5 separate regions of the Mus musculus genome follow, and regions 1, 2, 3 and 4 are each linked to region 5. A link is a contact called in public HiChIP or PLAC-seq and promoter capture Hi-C data. All regions are on one chromosome and are shown on one strand. Each heading gives the region's core, a stretch centred on a gene start, on an enhancer-like site or on the middle of the called end of the contact. The rest is flanking DNA. Distances are from core to core; before and after follow the strand shown.

What was found. HiChIP or PLAC-seq counts read pairs in DNA pulled down with a chosen protein or histone mark. Capture Hi-C pulls out chosen DNA fragments and counts their contacts.
Region 1: a FOXA1 HiChIP or PLAC-seq map of pancreatic cancer cells shows a contact between it and region 5. The contact joins the promoter of Elf2 here to the promoter of Mgst2 in region 5. A contact is called at or near these places in 2 of 115 datasets of contacts at active chromatin or transcription factors (memory CD8 T cells and pancreatic cancer cells).
Region 2: a contact with region 5 is called in an H3K27ac HiChIP or PLAC-seq map of the NIH/3T3 cell line, with 6 times the contacts expected there. The contact joins the enhancer-like site here to the promoter of Mgst2 in region 5. A contact is called at or near these places in 1 of 15 datasets of contacts at CTCF or cohesin (the NIH/3T3 cell line), 4 of 115 datasets of contacts at active chromatin or transcription factors (the NIH/3T3 cell line, bone marrow-derived macrophages, extraembryonic endoderm stem cells and 1 more) and 4 of 9 other capture datasets (adipose tissue, embryonic stem cells, macrophages and 1 more).
Region 3: a contact with region 5 is called in a promoter capture Hi-C map of adipose tissue. The contact joins the promoter of Mgarp here to the promoter of Mgst2 in region 5. A contact is called at or near these places in 1 of 39 promoter capture datasets (pre-B cells), 2 of 115 datasets of contacts at active chromatin or transcription factors (double positive thymocytes and memory CD8 T cells) and 1 of 9 other capture datasets (adipose tissue).
Region 4: an HNF4G HiChIP or PLAC-seq map of pancreatic cancer cells shows a contact between it and region 5. The contact joins the enhancer-like site here to the promoter of Mgst2 in region 5. A contact is called at or near these places in 1 of 484 Hi-C or Micro-C datasets (nephron progenitors), 3 of 115 datasets of contacts at active chromatin or transcription factors (extraembryonic endoderm stem cells, large pre-B cells and pancreatic cancer cells) and 4 of 9 other capture datasets (adipose tissue, embryonic stem cells, liver and 1 more).

What each region holds. Positions count from the first base shown.
Region 1 is chr3:51,338,982-51,342,228 of GRCm38.p6, forward strand. Elf2 (E74-like factor 2) reads right to left here and starts at 1,663. Exons shown (of 10, transcript NM_023502.2): 1 at 1,433-1,663.
Region 2 is chr3:51,942,089-51,945,401 of GRCm38.p6, forward strand. All of the region lies in intron 1 of Maml3 (mastermind like transcriptional coactivator 3), which reads right to left. Among named protein-coding and RNA genes, the nearest start is that of Maml3, 160 kb to the right of the region's middle. Within about 2 kb of position 1,728, at least 66 of the 459 cell types and tissues checked have an H3K27ac peak or open chromatin away from gene starts, as enhancers often do. A contact at or near this core is called in the NIH/3T3 cell line, adipose tissue, macrophages and 1 more, where this site is marked.
Region 3 is chr3:51,394,953-51,398,261 of GRCm38.p6, forward strand. It overlaps Mgarp (mitochondria localized glutamic acid rich protein), which reads right to left and starts at 1,595. Exons shown (of 4, transcript NM_026358.3): 1 at 1,475-1,595. The coding sequence starts at 1,556.
Region 4 is chr3:51,964,727-51,968,033 of GRCm38.p6, forward strand. The region is part of intron 1 of Maml3 (mastermind like transcriptional coactivator 3); the gene reads right to left. Among named protein-coding and RNA genes, the nearest start is that of Maml3, 140 kb to the right of the region's middle. Within about 2 kb of position 1,330, at least 54 of the 459 cell types and tissues checked have an H3K27ac peak or open chromatin away from gene starts, as enhancers often do. A contact at or near this core is called in extraembryonic endoderm stem cells and pancreatic cancer cells, where this site is marked.
Region 5 is chr3:51,659,724-51,662,811 of GRCm38.p6, forward strand. Mgst2 (microsomal glutathione S-transferase 2) reads left to right here and starts at 1,456. Exons shown (of 5, transcript NM_174995.3): 1 at 1,456-1,583. The coding sequence starts at 1,526.

The DNA.
Region 1 (3,247 bases), core at 413-2,912, 320 kb before region 5:
ATAACACTGCCAGGGCGATGGTGCCACACACCTTGAAACCCAGGCACTCCGGAGCCGGGGGGGGGGGGGGGGGGGGGGGGGGGGGGGAAGCTGCATGCTGATCTCTGAGTTCGAGGCCAGCCTGGGTCTACAGTGCAAGTTCCAGAACAACAAAGGCTACACAGAGATTCTACCCTGTCTCGACAGACAAAAAGCAAGCAAACAACCAGCAACAGCAAAGGATAACGTTAAATATTGAGATTTTAAATGTTGAAGACACATCAGACTTCAACTTCTTGTATTTACTGGATGTATCAACTACAGCCACATGCCTTCTATAAATCTTATTCCTAAATCCCTTTAAACATAATTCAACAGTTCCCAGTCTCATACGAAGTCATTCAACACTCTAAAGAAACTGTAACCCACAAATATACAATCTTATCTCAGTAGGGCCCGGATGGACATTGTCCACTAGAGAAAGTGAGCAGTTTGCCTCTCAACTGAGACTTGGAGAAAAAAACAAAAACAAAAGTCTTGAGCTCAGAGGCGCAGTTTTTATTATACTTTCTCACTGTCGGATTAAAGCATAAACCACAGAGTAATGTCATGAACACGAGAAAGATGTTCCAGGGTTACAATGACGCGTCCCCCATCTTATTGATAGAGTACTAAGAACTTAAAGAAAGGGTATACAGCTGAGAACGTGGTTCCCATAAGGACAGTCCACCAAGTTGGTCCGTGGGTTATTTTTCCGTCCTTTGCTGACAGAGTAAAAATGTCCCACTAAAGTCTTGAGTGGGTCCGGCCGCCGCGCGCAGCGCCGCTGAGGCAGAATCGGTACCGAGGCGCGCGGGGCGCCCACGACACTCTCCGCGAGATGCCCTAAGGGCCAGCACCGCCGGCGGAGGACCCCGGAGGAGACTCTGGACCTAGGCGCTTCCAAGAGCCCCAGGGTTTTTTTGTTGTTTTGTTGCAAACACAGATAGTGATCGCAGCCTGGCTCCCCGGGGAACCAGGAGAAGGCGGCGACGGAGGGCCGGCGGAGAGTGAGAATAAAAGAACGGCGGAGTACAACCTGTCGTGCCCGCCCCGGCGGCGGGGAGCAGGCCCGACGGCGACGGAAACTGCCGCCCGGGACGCGCTGCCCCGGCAGCCCGGCCGCCGCGCGATGACTGGCGCCGCGAGGTAAACAGCGCGCGCCGCGGTCCCTCGGCGCCACGACCGTTGCCCCGGGCCGCTCCGGTGCGGGCTCCCGCCCTGCCCCCAGCTCCGCCGGTGTCACCGCCCCAGCCTCCGGAAAGCCCCTCCGCCGCCGCCCGAGCAAACAACACAGGCGCGGGGCGGGGGCGCCCGGGAGGAGGCGACACTCGGGACGGCCGGGCTGGCTCGCCGCGCCCTCCCTCTCCCTCCCGCTCGCTCCCGCCGGCCTCCGCCGTCCCCGCGCTCTTACCTGCTCTCCCTCCACGTCGCCGAGTCCCTTGCCCTTCCCTCAGGGCCGCAGACCGGCCGAGACGCCGCAGCCGCCCGCCGTTGGCCCGGCGTCCTGCGGGAAGCCGAGGGGGCCTCCCCTGGCCACCGCGCGAGCCGCTCCGCACCACAGGACGAGACAAAACCGCGCTGCGCCCCCCGCGCGCGCCACCCTACAGATCCCCCCCAACCGCCGAGGCGACGGCGGCGACACAGCCGGGCGCGGGGAAGCTGCGGCCGGCCCCCGCCCTCCGCACCCGCCTCGGCTCCTCCCCCTCGGCCTCCTGCCGCCGCCACCAGGACACTGGAGTCCGCCTCCCCCACCCGGCCGCTCCGCGCGCTCCTCCCTCCCCGCGCGCCGCCGGGGGAGGCGACACCGCCAGTCACCGCAGCGCCTGTCAAACCGGGCCGGCTATTTATACTCCCCACCGCCCTCGGGCCCCCCGCAGCCCGCCTCCTGCGCTCTCGAATCCCGCCCTCTTCTCAGCGCCCAACTTCGCCCGAACCCGCCTGCTCAGGTGGAGACGCTCGCCACTCGTCCCGCTCCGCGTCCCCGGGGCTTCCCCACTCCCCCACGTCGCGCGCTGCACTGCGCTGCGGACGCGGGACCAGCGCGTGGGGACGGCGGGGCCGCGCGTGCACCTGCAGCCCGGCCGGGACGACACGCGCACCTCTTGGGCCACTCTCAGGTCTTTGCTGTCACCCCTCATCACCCCCCTTCCAACTCCGGACTCCCCTCCCAAGACCTCCAGGGACCGCTCTGCACTCGTAGATTAAGCATTAGGGAAGTGAGCGATTGCAAAATAAAACTCTTGTCAGCCCGGGTGTTCAGAGTCCCCGCGCGTCTCCCGGGCTCCGCGGATGGTGGCGGCGCTGGCGGGCAGGAGCGCGCGGCCCGCCCCACCCGGCCACTGACGCACGTGGCGCCCCGCCCCGCCCGTTTCGCGGCCCGGGGCGCCGCCCGCTCCGCCTCCCAGCTCGTCCACCCCGGACCCCGCCCCGTTCCCAGAAATTACCACCGCCCAACGGCCCGGCTGCGCGGCGGTTGGTGCCCGCGGTGGCCGGCGGGCGGGCGGCCCAGCGCGCAGCTGCGGAGCGCGGCGGGCGGCCCCCGTTCGGGGGGGTCCCGGGGAGCCGCGACCGCCCGCCCCAGTCTTTGTCGCTTCTAGTCCCGTCCGCCTCCGAGAAGTAACTCAAGTCCCGAGATCTTCAGAGCCAGGGTGAAGGAGCGCGTGTGTGTGGAGGAAGAGTATCTTGTTCCAAGTGTCCACGAATTGGGGAAAAAAAAGGGGCGAAGCCAGCGGGAGCTGCAGGCTTCTGGTTTGCACACTTTCACACAAAGGGGAGCCTCTGAGCAGGGCACTCTCACGCGCCTTCCAGGGCACAAAAGCCAATGACACGGTGCCCGGGATGTCCTGCGTTTGCAGCGGCTCGCTAATGGTCTTTCTTAGGCGCAGTTATGCATGCTAGGTCTCTTCCCCCAAGCACCACCACCATTCCCCGCCGCCGCGGAATGTATTTGTTTCTTTAACAAAGAGCATCGGTTGTCCCGGTGCGCGCGGGGGCCGATCCTGCTGGGCTCTGACTCCTGCAGGCTCCCTGGGGGAGCCCCAGCACTTGGAACAGCATACACCGGGTTAATTTCTGGACTCCAGCCTGACTGTTGATGTTCTACAACCAGTTTTTACAAGAACGAAATACTGAGCGGTGTGATGGCTGTGGAGATGAACGTGGGAACCGTGGAAATGACCCTAGAATGGGGCTCAAATGTGAAAGGCATGCCAGAGGTTGCTCTGTT
Region 2 (3,313 bases), core at 478-2,977, 280 kb after region 5:
TCGAAAATAACCATGCCACAAGGCAAGAATGGCGGCTCCTGTCCGAAATTCCAGCACTCAGAAGGCTGAGGCAGGAGGATCACCGTGAGTTCAAGGACATATTGGCTAGAGTGAAATCCTGCCAAGCCTTGCCTCTACAAAATAGTGCAGGGACACACAATGTGCCACATATTTCACAAGCATATGAGTGTGTGTGGGAGAGGTCTCATCAGCTTTTGCTGACTTCTCTTCTAGAGAAAGGGTTTCCCCCTTCAAAGCACTGGGTAAAGTTTTTATTCTCTCATTTCTACACGACAAACTTATTCATAGTCTAAACTGAGCCTCTACCTCTAATCTGCTAGCTGTTTTCTTTTGCTTTTTGTCAAGAAAATACTTCCCCTATTGGCTTAGCTTTCCTCCCGTTCTTGTTCTCTCTCCACAGCTAGAAATTGGCTGTCTTTGTGGAAGCCATTTCTCATGAAGATGCCATGTGTTTTATCACACCATGAAAATGGTGTCACCCTGACTTGGAAAGAGCAATAGAACAACCCTTTGGCAATAGGTGATTGGCCGTGGGCTTGGCTCGTTTATTTGGTAACCCATGGCAGCTTATAAATTTAAAATACAAATTTCTCCATTGAAAAAGCTGCAAATTCCTTTGATCCCAGACATTTGGAGTTTTTGTCGGGTTGTTTGCATAGCTTGCATGTGTGCACTAGCATGTATTGGTGCACATGTATAAAGAGGCCAGCAGTCAACCTCAAATGTTGTTCCCTAGAAGCCACCTGCCTTGTTTGTTGAGAGTCTCTCACTGGCTTGGAACTTACCAAGCAGTTAGAATGCCTGGCCAGTGATCTCCAGGGATCTGCCTGTCCCTCCATCCCTAATCCCAGGATAACAAGTATATATCACCATGCATGGCTTTGGGGGAAGGTGTTCTTAGACTTTTTATTATATTTTATTTATTTATTCATTTATTGTGTGTTGTAGGAGTCGATTTTCTCTGTGTACCTTGTAGGTTCCAGGGATCCAACTTAAGTCATTGGTTTTGGTGGAAGGTTGCCCTTCACCCACTGAGCCAACTCAGCAGCTTGTTTTGGGTGTCTTCAAATACACAAACTGTGACATCTGCAAGCACCAGGGATCCATTTGGGAACAACAACAACAACAACCAAACAAAAATGGTCCTTTCCTTGCAGCCACACTGAGAACACACTAAGGTTTATGACAAAATGATGTCCAGCCCATTGCTCAAAAGGCTTGTGAGCTAGCGCATCACAAAAATGGCTTTGGAACAAGTTTACAGACCTCATGAAAAAGCAGTTTCTAGCAGTTCACAGCTGTGATTTGCTTCCTATATAGGTCCGTTCAACAAGCCCCACGGTCACCAAATTTGACTCATGCTTTATATCTGAAGTATGAAAATACACGTGCAAAGTTTTTGACACTTCTCAAGGGGAATCTAGGGTTTAGACATAGACATGCCACAAAAGGGAAGAGATTTCCTAGAATCTGTAGCCCAAATATAAGCTATTTCATTTTATCTTTCAGATAAACACACTATCTGGACTATCTTCCAGTCAGTCTGTGTCTGATGAATTCACTCAGCCTTTTCGGTTTCCGTCAGGATTTGTTGCCACGAGTTCTCATCTGTCATATGACTAATCAGAGGAAGAGTCTAGTGTGCACCGTAAGTCAAGTTACTTGGCTCTTTGGATATTTTGCCTTTCTTAAAACTGCTGCAATCACACCACTGTCAGCTAAGTGAGCTGGCTTAGTCATCAGGCCAGACCCTGGGCCGTTCACACTGGCCTTTATGAGTGCATGTGTTCCCAAGCAAGCAGGATTCCTCCAACGAGTCATTTCAAACCCCAGGAGCTTTGCTCTGGCCGCAGAACACGCACAGCCAAGACAAATGGAATTCACTTTCCATACTCCTGTCTGTGGCTTTGGTCATTGCAGGAGCCAAGCTCAAAACAGTGCTCGGTTTATTGGCAAGGATTAAAACACTGGAAAATGTATTATTGATTTGTCTGGTTGGATCTAAACTGTAAAGGTTCGGGGTAGTAAGTTCATGTCTTAGACCAGAGACTTTTGGAAGTCTCTGTTTTGTTTAGCAAGTATTCCTGGGATAGAGACAGGGCGTCCCTCTTAGTTAGAGCTGTGTTGCTGGGTCAGAGATTATGAGGACACAATAACTGGAGCTCCAGAAATGGGGGGGGCGTGGCCAACAACATCTGTGAACATCCCAAGTTCGTGCCTCGAATCAAAACTACTAATTTTCCAAAGAAACAACTCGGAAAAGGTGACTCCTGCCATGAGAGTCATTCACTTGTGGGCAAAAATGGAGGGGAAATGTCATTTATTTTGAATCCCAATTGCTTTGATATATCCTACTGAAGCAAGAGCAACAATAGATACAGATGTACGAACACGGAATTATCATTTTATTATTTTTATGAAGGGTAGACTAGAGAAGCGACATTCTTCATTCTCCTATTCACAGTTACAAGCAGATTCCACAAGCCTAAGGCCAATTCACATAGAAGTATTTTCCATGGCTTTCTGCATCCAGAATATTTATGAGTTCAAAGTGTTGTTGATGTATTAAAGGCATACCTGTTCTTATGAAAATGAACTAGCCAGCCAGGCACTGTGGTGAATGCCTTTAATCCCAGCACTTGGGAGACAGAGGCAGGCTGATCTCTGAGTTGGAGACCAGAATGTTCAATATAGTAAGTTACAAGATTGTTACATAAAGAGGCCCTCTCTCAATAAACCAAAACCTAACCAAACCAAGAAAAGCAAAAACAAAAAGAAAAAATAAAAGAAAATGCACTAACCAAAAAAATTTAGTTTTCTTTTACATTTAGTTGAACTTAATAAGTATCTGTCACTTACATACCATGTTAACTACAATCGCAGGGGATCCTGAAGAATATAAGATAGAGTTTCATCTCTTTATGGCCTTCTAATGTCATTGAGAAAAAGTACAAACACAGAAAAGTAGCTAAGTAATGTCCATGACTTGACTCAGTTTTCCCACTTGTAAAATGAAGGAGTCAAAGTAGATGATTCCTGGGTCCTTCCAGGTAAGCACCGCTTTTTAAAAACGCTGTGCATGTGTGCATTAGTGCATGCATGTGTGCATTAGTGCACGCATGCATGCATTTTCCTGGGCGTTCACTTACCATGCCCCATGTGTGGCCAGAGGACAACATTGGATATCAGTCTTCTACATTGCCTTGTTTGAGACAGAGTCAGAGTCTCTTGTTCACCACTGTATGGGCCTGGTCAGTTGACATGTGAGCTTTGGGAGAATTCTGCCTCTACC
Region 3 (3,309 bases), core at 345-2,844, 260 kb before region 5:
AGTTCCCCTGCATCCAGGACTACTCACTGCACATTTATGTCTTATTTTGATCTAATGGGAGGAGTGGGAGGCAGAGGATGTAAGAAAGTATGATGTCGATGCAGGACTCAAGGGAGTACAGGGGGCTGCAGCCAAGCCTCAAGACCTAGTTCAGTTTCTGGTACCCACTGCCTCTTGCAAGCTGACCTCAGAGCACATGCAGGTTCTGATGGGTGCGTGCCTATGCCTCTAAGCCTGTGCTTGTGGGAGAGATGGGGTGGGGGAGTGGGGGGGAGGGAGGGATGGAGAGAGAGAGGGAGAGAGAGAGAGAGGGAGGGAGGGAGGGAGAGAGAGGGGGGGGGGAGGGAGGGAGGGAGAGAGAGAGAGTTTTCTGTGGAGGATGAGGTCAGTCTCATCTCTTTCTTTATCTGAGCACCAGAACAGTCCCCATTATAATCAGTTTAAAATAAATGGCGTCTCCTCACTTCTGCAAGTTGCTCTCTTATGAGGTATACACATACAGAGGGGAAAGGCGTTCTAGTACTTGTGGGAAGACTTCTTTTAAGCATCATTTAAAAGAATAGGTGACTAGATCTCTTTCTTGAGACCATCCACCACCAACACAGGCCTAATCAAAGCAGGGTGAACAAGTGCTTAAAGCAAAGCAAAGCAAAGCAAAGCTCGCTCTGGCTCATGGATTTCCACAGGCGTTTTTCTGTCTTTCTCAGTCAAATCTTTGCTTTGGATGCTGCCTCCGATGCCCCAAGGAGTGGGGCAAAGTACAGAATAATTAACTTTCTAGTGTCCAAGATCTGTGCCCCAGTGAGTGATGAACAGAGAGGGTGGGCAGCTAGGAGAGGACCTGCAAACCAGCCCAAAGCCTGTAAGCTCTTATAGTCCAGGATGCTGCTTCTTTAGAAAATTTCCAAGAGCGCATTTCCTCACGCATTCCCTAATCCGAAGCTGACGGAGCTGCAAGCTTGTCAGCAACATCAGAAGAGTACCCCGAGGCCTCACTTCGAAGGGATGATCAGGGCCACAAGAAGCCGGGGGTTTATCACCGCCAGGGATCAGTGAACCGACACTTCTTCTAGGGCCCACCTGCGAACACGTGAACACCCCACGTCCACCTACCTATCCGTTCCTTCACCTCTTCGGAGAAACTAGTGGTTCATTGAATAGAAAACCGTGGAACTCTAGGAGAAAGCCAAACCCTCTTCGAAGTGGTTCTTTTCACTCCATATCTACTGATCATAACCCACAGTCACTTAAAAAAAATGAAGGAACATTACTTGCCGGAGATCAGGAATTCAAGACTGGAACCCAGGAAGTCTAATTTGGATTCAGAGGCCATCCTGGAAAAGGTCCTTATTCCCAAAGTTTCCAAGAAATTCGGAGGGCTGGCCTGAGACCCTCCCTCACTGTTCCTTCACTGGCCCAGGGTTCGGGGCGCTGGTGCCCAGCCTGGACGGGTAGAGAAGTGTGGGACACTCACCGTCCTTCCCCAGCGGCGCGGGACCCGGGGGCGCCCTCCGGGGCAGCGCCAGAGTCTTGGACACAGCCCTGCGGAGATACATCGCCAGATGCGCTCAGATTCAGCAGCGGATCAAGCAACCCAGGCTCAGAGGGAGGAGCCAGGGAGCGCCCCGCCCCGGGTGGGACTCCAGATCCCGTGCGTCCCAGCCCCGGGGGATGTGGGAAGGGGATCGAGTTAGTGGTTAGCACCTTGGTCCCCTTACCCAGCTCTAATAGAGTTGCAGTCCCGTGCTCCCCAGCAGTCGCTTAATGGCTGCATCTCAGAAGAGGCTAGGGAGCTTAGAAGTCGCTGTTACGTGCCTGACCCGCTCTGTCCCATGGAGTTATCTCCCGAGCACGCAGGACACGTTTAGAGAAGCGCGCTTGATTCAGGATTCATGCGCAGACGGAATGTATTCTCCAGGTGGAAGACCACTTTATTCCACACACTGTGTTAGCATTCCCAGGAAGAGGTAGCGGGAAACTTAAGAGACGACTTTACAGGCTTATGATTAAAGGAAGGGTAAGGTTTCCCCCTGGCGATGGCTGAGTTCTAAGCCAGCCAGGACTTTTAAATATAGGGTAAAGAGTTTATCTAGCATGGGTTCGATACCCAACAGCGCATAAAACCAGACATGGTGGCGCAAGAAGTTACTCCCAGCACTCAGAGGGGGAGGTAGGATGCTCAGGAGTTCAAGATCTTTGAGGACACCGTAGGCTACAAGAGACCCCGCTTCAAAAATGAATGAATGAATGAATGAACCACTGAAGGCACTAGGCGGTGGTGTGTGTGTGTGTGTGCGTGTGTGTGTGTGTGTGTGTGTGTGTGTGTGTGTGTGTGTGTGACCAAAACAATCCACTAACAGGAAAGTTAGGTAAAGGGCTCTCTGGGGGGAGTAGCAACCGCTCTTAAACACTAAACCATCTCTCCAGTCTGAACTGTGAATCTTGTTTTTTTTTTTTTTGTTTTGTTTTTTGTTTTTTAATTTATTATATGTAAGTACACTGTAGTTGTCTTCAGACACACCCGAAGAGGGCCTCAGATCTCATTACGGATGGTTGTGAGCCACCATGTGGTTGCTGGGATTTGAACTCAGGACCTTTGGAAGAGCAGTCAGTGCTCCTAACAGTTGAGCCGTCTCACCAGCCCCGAATCTTGGTTTCTTGAGACAGGTTTTCTCTGTGTAGCTCTGGGTGTCCTGAAAATCGCTCTGTAGAGCAGGCGAGGCCAGCTGTTTTCAGGAGCCAGGGCTACACAGAGAAACCCCGTCTCAAGAAACCAGGATCCCTGCCCCCTGCCTCCGCAGTGTTGAGATTAAAGGCATAGGCCACTACCACCACCACCACAGAGCGTTGTGAGTCTTGTAGACCCGAGTAAAGCGACTGAGGAAAGCTCTGAAGCATAGTCGATGCGTGATGTATGCTCAGCCCGATGGAAGAGTCAGTGCCGGGTCACGATTTCTCTGCTCCTTTCAGTCTGGTAAGTGAACATAGTTGCATCTGTATGCCCGCCCCAGCTGGGAGAGATGGTATGTCTACACTGTGAGCTTCAGACCTACTCTCTGGGTTCTTTTCATATTTTAAAGAGCCGTTTCCCAAACAAACACCCAAGCACTTTGGTTGTCAGTTTCACTGAATTTTCAGCTGCTTCTCCATCACCCCAGGGCATTTTTGTTAGTTTCTGCTGTAGCTGACTAAAGGTGCAGACAGTTCCCGGCTGCGGGACAGATTCTTCACTGCCCTTGAGAAAATCCTTGACATTTTTCTGTTCTCTTTCAGAAAACACCGAGGGTCAGAAATAAGTTGGCTTAACTC
Region 4 (3,307 bases), core at 80-2,579, 300 kb after region 5:
TATATCTGTGTGTGTATGTGTCTATGTGTCTGTGTGTGTATGTATGTTTTGTATGTCTGTGTGTATGTCTGTCTGTGTATGTTTGTATGTCTGTGTGTATGTATGTATGCATGTGTCTGTATGTCTGTGTGTATGTTGTATGTCTATGTGTATATGTGTCTCTGTGTATGTATGTGTATGTATATGTTTGTATGTGTGTGTCTGAGTGTGTGAGAGAGAGAGAGATGAAAATGGTAACAAAGACATAAGCCCCTCCTTCCCCGTGGCTCTATTCTGCAGCTCCAGATGTCTTTCTACCTACTGAGTTAAGAATTAGCAAACAGAACAGAATGGTTTTAGGTTCTTTAAGAGTTTAGAATGTCTTGTGAAGTAAAACAAATGATTACGGGGACCAAAGAGCCTGTCCAAAGTCCTACATGAAAAAGGAAGGTGGTGAGTGGAGGTGCTCCCTGCGGAGGCCAGAGGCTCCTCACAGTGGAGAGTCCCTTGCTGTTTCCTGCTTAATTTCAAAGATAACCAGGTGGGGGGAGGCCTGTTAAAGTTACACACACACACACACACACACACACACACACACACACACACACGGGGAGGGAGAAGGAGGAGGAAGAAGAAGAGGAAGAGAAAGAGAAAAGAGAAGAGACACACACAGACACACACAGGAAAACAGGTTAATACCCCCAGGATTCCCAATCATACTTGACAGACAAGAGATTGAGGATTTGACAAACAATGTGCATAAAATCTTCCTTAACCTAGAAAACACTCAGAGGAGAGGGGAAAAAAATCAACTCAGGAGAACCGAGGTTTTAAAAGTAAACTGTAAGAAAGGAGGAATGAAATCATGCTTAGCAGACACACCAGGCTGCAGGAGCTAGAGCCAGCACTGAGACAGCTCCTGTGGCCTCGCTCTGTTTACAGAAAAACCACTACCCTACAGCTGAGGGAAGGGTGTCAGGAGAAGGGGGTTGCTCTTTTCAATAACAACAGATTGGAAAAATACTTCAGTGTAGTCAGACAACAAAGGAAACATCTTCTCTAACTGGAGAGATGCAGCATGAGTACATTTCACCCACCCTTCTGCCTCCCAAAGGAGGTTAGAAAGAGAAAGCAGAAAAACCCCCAGCCTGGAGCTGAACCTGGATACTGAGCAGCAGAAACATCTGTAGGGAGGTGGGCTCCTATTGAGTAGGACTGAAGAAGATGAGGGCCCTGCATGGGAGTCGGGCTGAAGTAAAACGCAGTTCAAGTTTACTCGCTTTCAAGCTCTGCAAACAGGAGGGAGCATGGGCCCTGTCACTCCCCCGTACAGTCTGAATCATCAGTCAGCTCCCAGTAATGACAAGACATAGCCCTGTGGCATAACTCAACCTCAAGATTGCTGTGGGAGACAGCGGCCAGTTTGAAAGCACCAGGTGAGTAAACACATCACATGCCCCTGATCTTCAGTTTTAGGCTGTGGACACCCATCATTTGCTCAAAGGTTACGGCAGAATGTCTGTGCGAAGGTTTTCTAGGTCGAAGTGGACTTTCTGGAATAAGCTGACTCTTTTTATTACAACAAACGAGATGCTGAAAAGTATTCTTCTACCTTGGCACTAGTTCTAAGGTGCCATGAGCAGAGGGGACAGATCCCTCTCCTGGCTGCATGAGTAAACAAGAAGTCACCTAGGGACATTTCAAGATACGTGGTCAGGCAGTAAAAGGACTGTTGGGATGCTATCTCATTCAACTGGGGCACTTCTGTTAGCCTTGAAAAGGTCAAACAATGGTGAACCTAGTGTCGACCAATGCAAATCAGAGTCCCATCTTCTGCCAAATTAAAATAACAAAACAGAAAATAATAATACCACAGGACTTTAGTAGTCACTCCCATGGACCTACCCTTAGCCGGGCACTATGCTGAGAGACCTGTATTTATCAACATACCTAATCTTCCCAAGAGACCCATATGCCAGGGAATATCAACTTAGTTACCACTGAGAAATTGAACCCTTGATGAAAGTGGTAAAATGGGTGCTTCGATCCCCCAACTCCTGGCACAGAAGCTCATGTGTTGAAGGCTCCATTGGTAGTAGGACATTTGTTTTTGTTTTTTAAAAAAGAGTTAAGTCATTGGAGGAATATCCTTGGAGGTCCCTGGAACCCTGGGTCTCTGGGACCCTGGCCCTTCCTAGGGTCTCTCTTTCACTTTCTAGTGACCACAAGGTAAGATATTTTCTTTTTAACATATTTTCTCCAACCTGGAATACTGCTTTGTCATAGGCCCAAAGACAGTGGGGCCTGATCATGGACTGAATCCTTAGTAACTGTGGATTCAAACCATTTCTTCTTTAATTGGCAATGACCCCAGGTGTTTTGTCACAGTGAGGGGAAACTGATGCAACTGGGAGAGAGGCAAGTGACAGCTTCGAAATGATCGATGTGAGGTCACAGATACTGTGAGACAGAGCGTGGTCCCACACAGGGTTGGGGCACACACAGAAAACATAGAAGGACCCTTGTCTGCATTTTGCTGAAGCATCCTTGCTCATAAGTTGCCGTAGGCACCAATTTGCACACAGAGAAAAGTAAGACACCGAAGAACAAGGGCTAAGAAGAGGACATAGGATTAAGAGTTTGAAGAGCTGGCTGCAGCTGAAATCCTGCCATCATCAACTTGAAGAAAATAATCTGTACTCATTAAAAAGCAGAAAAACCTAAGTGGAAATAGAACAGGCGGGTCCTTCTTAGAAATCCTGATCATTACGGCCGTTGCTTCCTGGTACTCATCTAATGCCAGTTCCTAGTAGCTGAAATAATAAGGGGTTTGAAACGCACAGCAAAGCGAGGATAGGAACTGTTAGCTTATATAATTATTTCAGGGAAGGCCATGTAAGCTATCTAGAAGGAGAAAATGACCACTGTTCTGGAACTGCGTCTTTGGACTTCTCGGCCATCTTGCACATGTACGTACATGTGCGTTTACATGTATGCACGTGCACATGGAAAAGCCAAAAAACAACACATTGTCCCTCAGTGGTAACCCATCCTGTGACCCTGGATGGACCCTTCTGTCTCTGCCTCCCAGGCACTGGGGTTACAGACCTGTGCCACCACACCTGGCTTTTTACAAGGGTGGAGAGCTCCCTGCAGTGCTTGGATGGCAAGCGTAGAACCAAGGGAACTATCACCGGGGCTTCTTCTGTATTAAATGAGCTGTTTGGAACTGAATGGGGTATATGATCCAGCACTATTTTAAAGCCATCAAATCAGGCAGCCTGGGAACGACCCGCTGGCTGTGTACTTTCATGGCAGCTAACTGAGA
Region 5 (3,088 bases), core at 206-2,705:
GACAGGCTTTTATCATGCCATGATTCTTAATAAACTGGCTTGGCATAAGTGACCAGCCGGTACAGACCTCCCTGGCCCAGCTTTGGTCTTTCTTATCCCTGGTCCTTCCACTCAGTGCCTCACTGTTATATCTGTTGGTTCAGATAATATACATACAACAATATATATTTAAAAAATAAAACAAAGCCTAGTTTTGTAGGCTTTTGTTGCTTCCACAGCAATATTCTCATGGTAGGATCACATACAAATTTTGTCTCTGCAGAAGGTCAGTAATGTCCCTGAGTGAAGCCCTGAGGAGACAACCAGCTGTGATCTTCTACCTTTCTAGAGGTAGTACCTATTTATGGCAGGATTAATCTGCCTCAAAAGAGATGCAAAAGGTTTCTGGTGAGTTGGGGACAGGGGCATGACAAGATTGACACTGGGGAGCCTTAGTACCCTGTTGGTACAAGGTCAAGGGCATCTTTAAGCCACCTGAGGAATCTAGCATGGACAGGCATGGCCTCCTGGGCAAACATGATCTTCTCCACCCAGACAGCTATGCATCATCACCAGGCTCGGGCCCAGCCCCCCAGGGCAGATGGTGTCTCTCAGACCCTTTGCATTGAACTTTGCTCCACCCTGTAGATGTGGTTAAACACCTCAGGACCCTAGAGCAGGAACTACAGATGCTCGAGGACCAGAGGCCCCACGTCCCCAGTGAAAGAGAGCGTCAAAAAATGACTAATAAGGCAGAGCAGGTGCGTAGGCTTCAGGCTTTTATTTATTTTTAATTTGTCTCTTAGGAGCTGGAGTTGAGGAATTGGGAGAGATCGGGGTGTGTGTGTGTATTTGGTAAAAAAAAAAAAAGACAGTAACTCAGTAGGCAGCTCAAGAGGGTCAATCTGGAGTCTTTGTGTGTGTGTGTGTGTGTGTGTGTGTGTGTGTGTGTGTACACAAGAACACTTAATCCTAGATCTTCAATTTACTAGGTGAATCAAGTCATCTTAGCATAGATATGAAATTAGCATAAGAACTTCACACTAGGAATTAGAGAGATCTCAGAAAGGTTTTGGGCAGAGTGAAGGGCCAAAGAGCTGGTGAAGAGGCAGAGAAAATAGAGTAGCCCAGGCTCTGAGGCTGGAAGGCTCACCGCAGGGCGAGCTGGTGTGTTTGTGTATCTGTATGTCTGTGTAGGGTGTGTGTCTGTGTAGGGTGTGAGTCTGTGTAGGAAGTGTGTGTAAGGTGTGTGTCTGTGTAGGGTGTGTGTCTGTGTAGGGTGTGTGTCTGGGGTGTGTTCAGAAAGAAACAGATATGGTTCTGTGCCAGCAGCCCAGCCTTGCCTGCTTCTGTGGTTTTCTCTTCCAGTGCAAAGGTTGTTACTCAACCTTGAATCCTGCTTTTTTTTTCTTTCCCAATCCTGTTGACTCAACTCTGTTGCCTTTATAAAGGAGAAGACCAGCCCCTCAGGGTCCTAAAGCACCTATGCTCTTCATCTGACTTCCTACAAACAGTTCTGTGAAAGAGATCAGAGAGTGAAAGAAAGATGGCCGGGGATTCAAGCCTGCTGGCTGCAGTCTCTCTTCTCTCTGCCTGTCAGCAAAGTAAGAACACTGGAGCTGTGTGTGTGCACGGGTGTATGTGTGTGCACACGTGTGTGTGTGTGTGTGTGTGTGTGTGAGAGAGAGAGAGAGAGAGAGAGAGAGAGAGAGAGAGAGAGAGAGAGATTGCTTCAGTGTTTAGGTTTCATGCCTGCATTTTGTTGGTAGTTCTGGGTGCCCAGCAGACAGTTGCTCAGAGTGGCTTGCCCACTCCTTCCCCGAGATGGGTAGAATTTGAGGATGTTCTCTCTGGGATGTTGTGGGCCTCTGAGCCCAGTGACTCTATCATTTATGGTGACAGTTCATATCTCAGTGCCGGGAGCCCCAGGAGTCTCAGGCAGGGCCGTGAGCACATAAAAATGGAGAGCACAGACAGCCGTTAGGCATGTTCACCAGGAAACTATTCCTGTCTCTAAAGTTGGTTGTAAACATTTAAAGCATTTTTGTTTCGTTTTGTTTTGTCTTTAAGAAAAATTGCCCATGGCAGATTTGATCACCAGGGTAAAGTTCTGCAGAAATATGCAGTTTAGATTACATAATGAATTCTAAATATTACAAGATATCTCCACTAGGATGACTTCACATCCACCTCGGCCTGGATAAATGGAGACTCTGTCTGCCCAGGAGCGAAGTTCCTCAACTCATGCTACCTTCCTTCCATGCTTAGTGAACAGTTGCTTACCAAGAATGCCTGTTTATTCTTTCTGGGGTGCATCTTCCAGATACCTGGGTTGAGAGCTGGGGATAGTGCAGGCTGCACACCGCCGGGAGGAAATGACTGCTCTGTTTAGTGGGAGAGCAGGGTCTCCGCACTCGCGCAGTGGCTAGCCTAGCCAGTCTGCTTTGTGGATAAGGGAAACTGTGCTTTTGTGGACTAGAGCAGGAATTTGCTACCAACCCCTGGAGAATTTGGGTCTAAGCAAACAGTGTACCTTGGTCTTGCAGTTACAAGGGGGGGCAACAGGGACAAGGGCTACATGTCCCTTCCCACAGAGACTCTATCCCCACAGAGAGCCTTTTGTGTGTTGACTCATGCTGAGGACACTGTGTGCTGGGACCAGGCATGAGGCAGTTCGATGGTGATGGAAGACGAGAACAGGAAGAGAAGAGACCAGAAAAATGATGTTTGTGGCAGAAAAAAAAAGTTTAATTGTTGGGGGTGGATCGCAGAGAGAGAGAGGGAGAGAGAGAGAGAGAGAGAGAGAGAGACACGGAGACAAAGAGACAGAGAGATACTGTTTAGCCAGCCACTTCAACAGAAGTTTGTTGTTCACAGAATTAGGACACCTAATTCATTCAGGCTTTTAAGACAGACCCACCAAGATCTGTGTAGTCCACCTTTCCGGAAGTGCACCCGGACCTGTGTGGTTCAGCCTTCCGGAAGCTGACTGCTCCAGGCCAGGATTTTCTGCTTTTCCATCTCCTCAGCACAGAAAGTTAAACAGGATCCTGAGTAGGAAGTACCTCCGTGGTGACTGGCCCAGAATAGGTCCTTACCACTGTTCCCC